Regions from separate parts of the Mus musculus genome. Here region 2 is linked to region 1. A link is a contact called in public Hi-C data. All regions are on one chromosome and are shown on one strand. The core of a region is the stretch at or near the end of the contact, and the rest is flanking DNA. Distances in the headings are between cores, read along the strand shown.

Region 1 (5,569 bases), core at 2,902-5,401:
GTGCATGGGCCGGGGCTCTATGGCTGTCAGAACAACCGGGATTGTGTTAATAAGGAGACGACTAGTCTGGAGCTCCAGGGAGTCAACTGGGGAATCTTGAGGTTTTGGCATCTTAGGTCCTTAGCAAAAATGTGTGAAATTTAGTTTAATGTTCTTTTTTATAATGTTTAGAAAATTTCCTATTTAGTATCTGAGAAATGACCCTTACCATGACAAAACCCCAATATGTTGCCCCCAGGGCTCTTAGTCTTTACCTGCACTTATAGGGATATGTGTGATGCTTCACTTTAGAGCATAAATATTCTAAATGGGGGCAGAGAAACATGCTTAGGAGGCCACTTATTTCTGGTCTTCTTCCCATAAGAAACACCACATTGGTATGGGTATATAGATGAAAGACAGCCTCTGCTTGCTACATTGTTTTTCTTCAAGTTAATGGCCAAGAACAGGAACATTACAACTTAAAAGCCCTACTGCACTTCTCTGTGTCTAAAGAAGATTTTGAAATGTTTCCCCAGTCAACAAAGGTAGCAGATCTTACCACATTTGACTGAAGAAATGCTAATCACGGGAGCATTACTTTTAAGTAATGTACTTTTAAAAATGTTTGGAAGCCATCTACTCTTCACTGTTTGTTTTTAAAATTATGAACTGACTAGTATGTACACTAGTATACTTCTTAAAGTGCCCTATCATTTTACAAATGTTATGAACATAAAATAGCATTCAATGTGAGTCCAAGAAGATGCATATTTTAAACATTTCTCATAGAAACTAACCATCTGTACAATAAGCCACTGTCTATTCTACCAAAGTGATTTATTAAAGATAATGAAGCGTATGATTTAATAGCTGCCACAAATCCTTTTTCAAATAGAATGGGCATAAATAATACAAAAAGATAGTCCAATAATAGGCAAGTCCTAACCTAAGATCTATGCTATATACTGGGTCACAGGAAGCCACATGTGCTCAGTTAACTGTGGAAGAAGTGAAAGCGAAGAGTGGCTATGTATATAGCAAAGATCAGGCTCCCCATTTCTTACTTTATGAATCACCACGATCGTGATTTAGCAAAACCCTTTTCCCCAACAGACAGCACAGAGATCTCCAATTGGAGGTTAGGATGAAGCAACTCAAGTTTTACAAAACTCTGTTAGTGCAAACCACAATGGGCAGTGTTTCCCTCACCCTGACAACCGCTTAGCATCTTGCACACTGCTGTGGGCAATTCATTAGAAGATGAATTCTCAATAGGAGCGCAACAGAGTTTAAGAATTAAATAAGATCTCAGAAATCTCTGCCATGTTCATGCATATCTGCACCCTCCCATGAGACCCAATTCCAACCTATGTCATCTATTACCCACAATTTTGAAAAGTATGCATGGCCAGATGTCAAAAGCTATTGCTTTTAGCAATAGCAATAACATTCTATTCATTATTAATGTTTTAAATGTATAACACCGAAGTTGCATACATTATTTGACTCTAACATCCAGTCATCACTTCCTATTTGCAAATTAGCTATCTCCGGTAGCAGGCCTGTCTTCCCACATCCTTATGGAATCAGTGTGGCAAATTTCTAACAAGAGGAAATACAAGCCGTCTCACATGCCAGCTGTTTGGCGTGAACAGACTGTCTGGCTCTGCCTTACAGTCATGACATGGCCATTCACTAATAAGCTGGAGCATCTAGCCTGTTTGCCATACTACCCAGCCAGTCCATCTCAAATAAGACTGATGCTACAAATCCTAGTGTTCAAGAAACACCAAGCTTGAGAAAATGTCCGTGGTTCAAGATAAACAAGGGGCCTATGTGTGAGGCCTATGCATTCCTACTGCCCTTGCTCTTGGAAGCCTGGCTTGCCAGAACTGAGATCATTTTATTAGATGCCATTAGTCTCTGTTAGGACGGTCATTTGAATAACAACAGATTGGCAAGTATAAAACCAAGGCACCTGTTGTATATTTGGCAGCCTGGATGAAGCCCCTTAAAATGAAAACAAATAAGAGCTATAACCATGCCAAGCGATGGCTTTTGGTTCAATAATGACCATGTGTCAGAATTAAGTGCATCTGGGAATTCTTACCACAGCCAGATGTAAAGGCAGATTTGTCTTGTCTAGTGGCATATGACTGGATACACACAGTCTACTCAGATTTGGCTTTGTCGTGGTTTAGTAACCAACTAGGTAAGTGGAACCTTTTCAAACAAAATAAATTAAATATTGCAAAGGAGTCAACAATATGCTCATAAACTGGAGACCCTAAACATGTAATATTTGGACCGTGAACTAACTCATCTCTGATTTTTCTGTATGCCTTGGAAAATGAATGAGAGAGCATTCAAGTGGGAACAGAGACTGTTCAAGATTATAGAAAAGTCCCAAAGGGACACTGGGAACTGCAAAGACTTTGGCAAAGCTATAATATGTGTCTTTCGAGATGAGTAAGGGGAAAGAGGAAATGACTGTGGATGGTAAGGGAGCAAGACAAAAGGGTTTGAAAGGACACCAAGAATCAGGTGGCTTTGTTTAAGTATTTTTTCAAGGTTTGCAAACAGGGGTAACAGAAGCCAAATTCAAGTATGTTCTAGATAATAATGAAAGTTCAATCCAAATCAGCTTAGACAACTGTTGCTTGAAATCAGGGATTGCATACTTTCATTATAAGAATTATTTTTAAACATCACTTATTAACTACAAAAATTAAGTGTAGTGACACTTCCCTTAATTCTAGCACTCAAGAGGTACAGGCGGGAGGCTCAAGAGGTCAACGCCATCCTCAGCTGCTGAGCCAGTTAAAAACCAGCCTGGGATACAGGAGAGCCTGTCTCAAACAACAACAAAGGTGCTACATAACTGTGGGGGAAAAAAATCTCAGCACATGTTACCCACACAAGGTGATAGTTTCTGAATATCAATACAAGCATTTTCTTGGGGTTTGTTAAAGGTCAAGCTGACTACAGAACCAAAAAGCAAAGGTAGTCAAAGGCACATAAGAAGCTGCAGCTCAAGCAAAGAAAGGATGCTGGACTGTGCAGACAGAAGAAGTCTAGAAAGAGGCTAGTACTTATTCCAGTACCACCAAGATAAACAGAGAAGATTCAAGAGAAAATAGTCTAAATTATGGACTTTAAAATCAAATGCTAAACTCAGTTTTTCTTCTAAACTTTTTTTTATTTGTTAAAAAAAATTTCATCAGTTTCAGGTTGCACCTGGAAAACAAAGTCATACTCACATATATTTAGGCCACCATTGCTTAAAAGTAGTAACTAAGCAAGCATATGAGATTTGTTAAATTTGCTACTCTCAATTTCTAAGTATTTTTTAAGTATTTTTATGTAAAGACGTTTATTACGAACCAAAATGTGGATACGTTCTCAGCACAAAGAAAATAGTGCTGCCCCATCCTTCCTAGAGGTTATGGTTAATAGATTAATTTATAGAAAAGTTTGTGGCTAAATAACCCAGTGTTTGCATTGTGAGAAACATTTTGGAAACTTGGACCCAAAGGACTTAAATGTTAAGACACAAAAAAGCTCATAAAAGAAGAAAAGCATTCTCCATGTGACTTTATGTACCATGTCTGATTTAAAACTTCAGGGTGCCCTGCTGTCAAGAAAACAAATAATTATCCAAAGCATCACACAAATATACCATCCTGAATTTTATTCTTTAGAAAACCATAATTAGTCAGAAATAGTTATCTGAAACATTATTCCACTCCCTACCCCAAAACAGTCCCTAATAAGCTCCTATAAAATAGGTTAAATGGAGAAAAAAAATAATCAACTTGCCCATCTGTTATTGATAATAAAATTATCAAGAGAGCAGTAAATGCAAATATTTTAGAAGCCATTCTAACGGACGAAAGTTCCCAGATAACCGTGCAGTAGGCTGGCTGCCAGCAAGCAGAGCAGGTATGCGCCACCCCCTTGGCAGAGCTCCACCTCTTTGAAGGGAGGCTGCTCTTTGGAGATTCCTGCTTGATTTATACTTCGCTTTATAAAAATGCTTTTGATTCCTAGTGGGTAGTATGAAAGTGCCAGGTTTTATTACTTTAAAATCATTTTTGGTACAGATCCTTCACCTAACCATATCCAGGACTGAGTCCAACTCTCGTCACTGCCTTGGAAACCCCACATAGCAGAGCTGGAAAGCAACAACAGCCAAAGGTCAACTGCCCAAACCCCTGTAGGGAAGAGTGTTTCTCAGTAGAATAAGGAAGAGACTCTTCAGAATGGGCAGAGAGACCCTACAGATGCTTATATTTTTCATAAATGTGTGCCAAAGAAACTGAACTTGCTTGCCATGTGTGAGATATATTTTTTAACTTTTGTTTTTTGTTCTGTTTTGTTCTTTTGTTTTTTTGTTTTGATTTTTGATTTTTTTTTGTTTTTTTGGTTTTCTTTTTTTTTTGTACACAAGAAAGAGGAGCTTAAGTGTGAAACAGATAGTTTAGTTGCTTACACTGCCTGACATAATTCTGGCCCTCATAATACCTTGAGCTCTCAATCTTGAGCTCAGTCCTAAACAGTTTTTCTTCCTCTGAAACTGTAACATAGAAATACTAATTAATGAGCATTTAATATACATAATATTAGTTTAGGGATTAGATGTAATACTGAAAGGAAGGAACCAAACAGAATGTCTAGCACCGCAGTAAGTACTCAGTACATTTTATCAACTACCACTAACAGCAACTACCACTAACATGACCACGAAAACACGGTGATCACTATCATTAGTGATCAATATCAACAATACTAATGGAAGTTTTCTCCAAAGAGGAATGCTGAATTCTTTCTCAAGAGTCCCAAGTTTTTTCAAGGGACTCAGCCTAGGGCATCCACATAACTTAGGCTGCCACTAAGCTATATCTCCTGTACCTCCAGCTTATCATCATAGGCATATATTTACAGTGGTTCTCAACCTCCCTAATTCTGTGACCGTTGAATACAGTTCCTCATGTTGTGGTGCCCCTCCCCATTACAAAATTATTTAATCACTGTAATTCTGCTACTATAATGAATGTTCATGTAAATATCCAATATATATGGTAATCTGATACGGGACCTTTATGGGGGTTGCAACCCAGAGACTGAGCACCTTTGGCTTATGATGAATTTATTCTTTACATTCATGATTTAAATTAAATACAACTCAAATTCAAATCCTTAGTTCCATTCAATCCAAAGAAAAAGACAGAGTAAGTGAGTTGGGCATTAGTTGGTTAGACAACACTTAGAAAGACTTCAATGATCACAAATTGATACAATAGACATAGAGGAAAGAGGGATTCTTGGAATCATATCTGAGAAGCAGAAAATCCCACGGCAGACACTCCCAAGATAGTTCAGGATCTGCTCTTGCTCAAAAACAGGTCACCTTGGGGCTCTGAGTGAGAAAGCTGGCAGGACATGCAAATTACAGTCAGCCTGCAGAGGACTGTGTCAGCTGTTGATGGGGAGTTTGCTCTTGATTGTATAGACAAGGGGAAAAGAAAATGCCACATTTCAGAAAAGAAGAGAGAGAAAACACTAAGACAACATGGAAAGCTATTTA
Region 2 (5,490 bases), core at 2,748-5,247, 500 kb after region 1:
TTTTAGTTTTAGAAAATGCTCTTTGCAGAAACTCATAGACCACTGAAGAAACATCACTTTCACTAACACCTTAAGCAAAATCATTGGCACAGTATCAAATTTTCAAGCTATTTGGAATTCAGATGAATTGTGTAATATACAAAGCCACTTGTGATGGTTATTGTTATTTGTCAAATTTGCAAGATCTGGAATCACCTGCAGAGAAGGTTCACTGTACATCTGTGAGAGATACTTAACTGTGGGGTTGCCTCTGCATTTCTATCTAGCCTCTGGCATGCATGGGATGGATTGTGTTGATAGGTTAACTGAGACTGGAAGACCCACATACAAGGTCAGAGAACCCTTTCCTGGGCTTTGAGTTCTATATTGTATAAAACGGGGAAAAATTGGAAGCATCAGACCGCTCTGCTTCCTGTTTGTGAATGAGGTGGCCAGCCATTTCCTAGACTTCTCTGCAATGATGGTCTGTGTTCTTGGACAGTGAACTGAAGAAATCCCTTTCTCACTTGTTTTTCTTAGGGTATTTTTTTTCACAAAAAGAAGAAAACAAACTAAGATAATTTCTTATCAGATTACCTGTATTCAAAACTTCTAACTCAACAGTGCTTAGTCAAAAAAAAAGGGGGGGGGGCGGGGAGAGGGCATGCTTCCCATCACTTTAAAGATGACATGCTACACTGAAGAAAATAATATTCACTTCTCTCAAGCTTTAAATGAAAAACGTACTTAATTTTCCCAATTGTAAATACTGTACGGTTTGCTTTTATGTGACTATAAACAACTTGATATCCTTGGTTAAAATTGAATCAAAAGTTCTTGTTAATATTATCAGTATGTAAATATCTACATATAAGCAATTGAATATATAGGTGCACATATGCAAACATCTCATGTGCAAATAAATGAAAAAAATGTTCAGCTTCATTTGGTATTGGAGAATCAAAGATGGCAACCATAATAAGTAATTGACACACTCCAGTAGGATAATGTTTAAGAAATCCCAGAAATGAAATTCTCATTGATCCATCAAATTGAGTGGTGTTCTACAAAGCAAGGCAAAACAAAACAAAACACTCAGATCTAATACAAAAGATACACCTGAGTATTCACATTTATGGTAGTTTTAAACATAATATCCAATGTATATGTGGTGGTCTGAGTAGGTATCATCCCCATAAACTCATGTGTTTGAATGTTTTGCCCATAAAGAATGGCACCATTAGGAGGTGTGGCCTTGTTGGAGTGGGTAGGGCCTTGCTGGAAGAAGTATATCACAATGTAGGCAGATTTTGAGATCTCATATGCTCAAGTTATACCCAGTGTGGCTCACAGTCTCCTTATGCTGCCTGCAGATCAAGATGTAGATTTCTCATTTCCTTCTCCAGCACCATGTCTGCATGCATACTACCATGCTTTTTGCCATAATGATAACAGACTAGGCTTCTGGATATTTACCCTTATATGATCTCCTGTGGTCATTGTCTGTTCACAGCAATAACACCCCTAGACAGTTTGGAACAAAACTTTCTGTCAATAAAAGAAGAATGGTCAAAGAAAAATTAGTCCTTCTACAATTTGACAAAAGAATAAAAAGTCAGCTTTAAGCATGATTAGAAGGCAGAGTTCTTACAATTCAGTCTCATGCTTTCCTTATCTTTCTATAATACATTTAATTATCTTTCATAACTTAATTTCATGACGTTATGATTAGGTTAAAATAAATAAAGGTACCTAAGAGTGTATTATTTTAAACAATTACATTTTATTCATGAAAATAAATGATTTATAGATGATTCAGAATGCCTATTAAGCAAGTTGATTGGAATTGGGTAGACTAATTTGGATAACAAGCATATCACATGTCTTCCAATATTCAGCAGTATTTAACAGACAAGCATTGGGGCAAAGTGTCCTATAAAGTACCACTCAGCATATACTCCATTCTCATTGTTGTCTTCTCCTCCTTTTAACCTAAGTTCTCCTCCCCCTCTTCCCTTTATTTCTGCAATTCCTCCTCCTGCTGTCATTCATAACTTTTGAAGCCATGACCAAAGAGCTATGTAGTAGACATAATAGTGCTCAGTAATTAAACACTATCATTTTATGAAAGTTTACAGCAACATGACAATTTTAAAAGGTGTTCCTAACTTATTTTGGAAACACTTTATCATTAAACAGCATATACTCTTGGTTAGGTGGCTGAATGAAAACTTATTTTAAGATGAAAGGAAGTTTAAGAAGTCATAAATAAAATAAAAACTTGGATGAGAGAGATGTTAAAAATGAGATAGTGATGGGGGACAGGGAGAGACAGAGATTGTGTAGTGGGAAAGACTAATCCAAGAAAATAGATGTGATTTATTTGAGAAGTTCTTCTTGAAACAGCTAAACATAGCACATGGATAACTGACAGGTATCAACAAGCAGTCATCAATTCACAGAAAGCTGCCTCCTCTCCAGTGAGGAAAATGAAGCTGTGCCCGCAAGTTCTTGCAAGTATGTCAGTGAATGACAACCAAGGCAGTAATATAGAAAACCTATTTTTCCTTATATTAAATGTTGTATGTGAAGAAGAATATGCTATTTTATGACTCTTGAAAATGTTATCTTCTAATTGTACTTAGCATGCATATACTAAATGTCTCCAATCCAGCAATGCTGAAGGAGCAGTGAACCAGAAATATTCTCAGCCGATGGTCTTCTTCGTATGCAATGTACTCTGAAGTACAGGAGTCTTAGTGGGTCTCTTATTGTAATAAATACCATGATCAAAAGCAATTGTAGAGGAAAGGCTCTCTTTGAGCTTACAGTTTATATTCCACTGTGAATGGGCATTAGAGAAGGAACAGAGGAAGCAACCTAGAGGTAGAAACTAAAAGTTACAGCCCAAGCCATGGAGGAATACTGTTTACTGTCTTACTCCTCATGGCTTGCTCAGTCTACCATTTTTTTTTTTCAATTTAGGCAACTTGCCCAGGGGTATCTACACCATGACTGAGCTGGGCCCTCCCACATCAATAATCAATGACAGAATAATCATGCCCCATAGACATGGCAGGGAGCAATCTGATGCAGGCATTTTGTTGTTGTTCCTTCACTGAGGTTTCTCTTCATAGTCAACTCTTAGTTTGTGTCAAAAACAACAAAATAGAACAAAGCAAAACAAAACAAAACAATACAGGACAGTGGATGTGCAATCTCATGAAGAGGGAACACATGGGACAGTACCAAATATCTGTTAGGACTAAAAAGTTATGAATTAAATAGAATTGGGTTCAGCAGGAAAGCTATGAGATATCAGGGGAAATCATTTTGGTTCTTTACTAATAGGAATTAATCACACAGAACAAACACAATCTCTTTTAGAAACTCAAAGTAGCAAAAAAATGTAGTTAGAATAAATGTTAAATTTACTAATGAATAAATGATTATTTTAAGCTTGTAGGTGGCTAGATAAGAAATACAGTGCATTAAAAAAAATCTTCCTAATCATGAGAGCAAATCACTAATTAAAAAAATGGTGATATTAGAAACAGTGTTTGAGACTAAATAATTATTACCTTCTAGCAGTGTAGAGGCCACAAGCTGCATTCTATACAAGACAAACTCAGATGACATGTGCAGGCTTTTCTTAATGGATAATAAAAGACTTTAAAAGAAATATTAAACATGCTTTGCCAATTTTTTCAAACAGAAAAAAATTCTTAACCCTATGAGAATAAATATAAATAGGGCTTTTGTCTCTCTACCAGGCATAATTAGTCCCTTGATGTGATTCATTTAACCTCTGCCTATGGCCTTAGCTGGCCTGAGACAAGGGCTACTTCCCATAAAAACCAATGCCAGGAAATCTCAGTTCAGTTGCTGCTTGATATGAATGAATTTTCACTAGAAATCCTAGGTACCCAGTTCCTTACCTGTAGGCATACACTCATACACAGCACCCAGTTGAGAATGGTGCATGTCTTCTGTTCTATGAAATGATGCCTCATACCAGTTTAGACTCTGCTTATTTGTGTTTGAGTACAGCCTGACTTTGATCTGGTTGTTGTTGGTGGTGGTGGTGGTGGTGCTGTTGCTGCTGTTGCTGCTGCTGCGGTTTTGCTTTGTTTGTTCATTTCTTTTCATGAGAAATAGCTTCACAAGAAATAGTTCAACTATGCAAAAGGCCAAAACTATCATCACCAAACAAGTTGTGACTTATAAGACGACTCGAGAAGTAGGATGTACAAAGCTCATGAAAGGAGATGCTGTCCCAGCTTTCAGCCAAAGCCAACTAAGAACTACAAGCAGCTATTGATTTTCCAGACAGAAAAGTGGTTAATGAGTAAGCTATTTCAGCACATTTTGCATCATATAGCAGGACTTCGTAATAACTGGAGGTCAAAGTGCCATGTCCACAAATCTAACAGAAACATATTTTCTTGTTAATAATAGCTTGCATGTAGAGATACACCCTTTATTAAAATTTCCAGTATTTAGTTTAGTAATTTTGGTTTAAAATTGTTATGTAATGCATTTACTCTGTCCTCTGCACAGGTCAGAGTTTGCTGCAATGGATCTGAATTAAGCTGATTAAAATAGGCGCGGGCTGTGAAGCATGGCAGCAAAGGCTCACATCCAGGTGGAGGCACACATCAGGCCTGGGCCTTGGCTGCTTATTTTGATTTAAAGGTCATTCACTCACAGACTCTTTTTTTTTTAATCTTTGCAATACTTTATTTTAAGGTTGCTTCCCTGGGAGATAGAGATTAATTATGAGAGTTTTAATTGTTAGATTCACCCTCAAGACAGAACACTGTATGCTTTTGAGGTATGCCATCTATATAAAACCTCAGGCAATACCTCTGTGTAATATCATTAGGTATTGTTAGTGTTCAGCTTCACACTCTTCAATGAAGCAGACAATTGTAGAACCACCCTCATATGAACATTGCATGGGTCAGTAAATACAAACTCTCAAATAGAACATATTCAAGAGTCATCTCAGTGGTGCCTCTGGAATATATAATAACTTCCTTACACAAGGTCACTATTTTCATGACAGCAAAACAATTTATTAAAGTGAAAATTTAGATGAAAGTACAACAAGTCAATGTAATTGAATCCTGAATTGAAGAACGCTGATTGAAGCTACACTCTGGAAGCTCTTTGTGTACAGTGACAGTGTTTTCTGACTCCTCCTAATCTACCTTAGCAAGTTCCTTTGCTAAGAAGCCGCTTGGTCCTCCTGGATTTACAGAGCAACTGAAATCAGACTGAACCTTGCATCTCTGAGTGTACTTTGCATGTTTCCCCTTCGCACTGCTTTTCATTTTCATGAAGGCATGTTGACTATAAAGGAGTATTTGCTTAGAAACTGACTATAATTAACTTATTTTATTTCCCTTCAAAATCAGAAGTGCAAAGATAATAGTAATGGAGGCATCTTAGTGTTACCTTTTTTAATAGTGACCTTCCAGATCAGCCAAAAGGCACATAAAAGCCTCC

The links. Hi-C and Micro-C count contacts between places; a contact is called where the count stands out from the background.
Region 2: a contact with region 1 is called in a Hi-C map of liver, with 3 times the contacts expected there. The contact joins two enhancer-like sites. A contact is called at or near these places in 22 of 484 Hi-C or Micro-C datasets (cerebellar granule neurons, cerebellum, cerebral cortex and 14 more), 7 of 115 datasets of contacts at active chromatin or transcription factors (SST interneurons, VIP interneurons, craniofacial prominence and 4 more) and 1 of 9 other capture datasets (embryonic stem cells).

The regions. Positions count from the first base shown.
Region 1 is chr4:76,437,055-76,442,623 of GRCm38.p6, forward strand. All of the region lies in intron 10 of Ptprd (protein tyrosine phosphatase, receptor type, D), which reads right to left. Among named protein-coding and RNA genes, the nearest start is that of Gm42303, 11 kb to the right of the region's middle. Within about 2 kb of position 4,152, at least 22 of the 459 cell types and tissues checked have an H3K27ac peak or open chromatin away from gene starts, as enhancers often do. A contact at or near this core is called in liver, where this site is marked.
Region 2 is chr4:76,937,569-76,943,058 of GRCm38.p6, forward strand. The region is part of intron 8 of Ptprd (protein tyrosine phosphatase, receptor type, D); the gene reads right to left. Among named protein-coding and RNA genes, the nearest start is that of Gm42302, 150 kb to the left of the region's middle. Within about 2 kb of position 3,998, at least 4 of the 459 cell types and tissues checked have an H3K27ac peak or open chromatin away from gene starts, as enhancers often do. A contact at or near this core is called in liver, where this site is marked.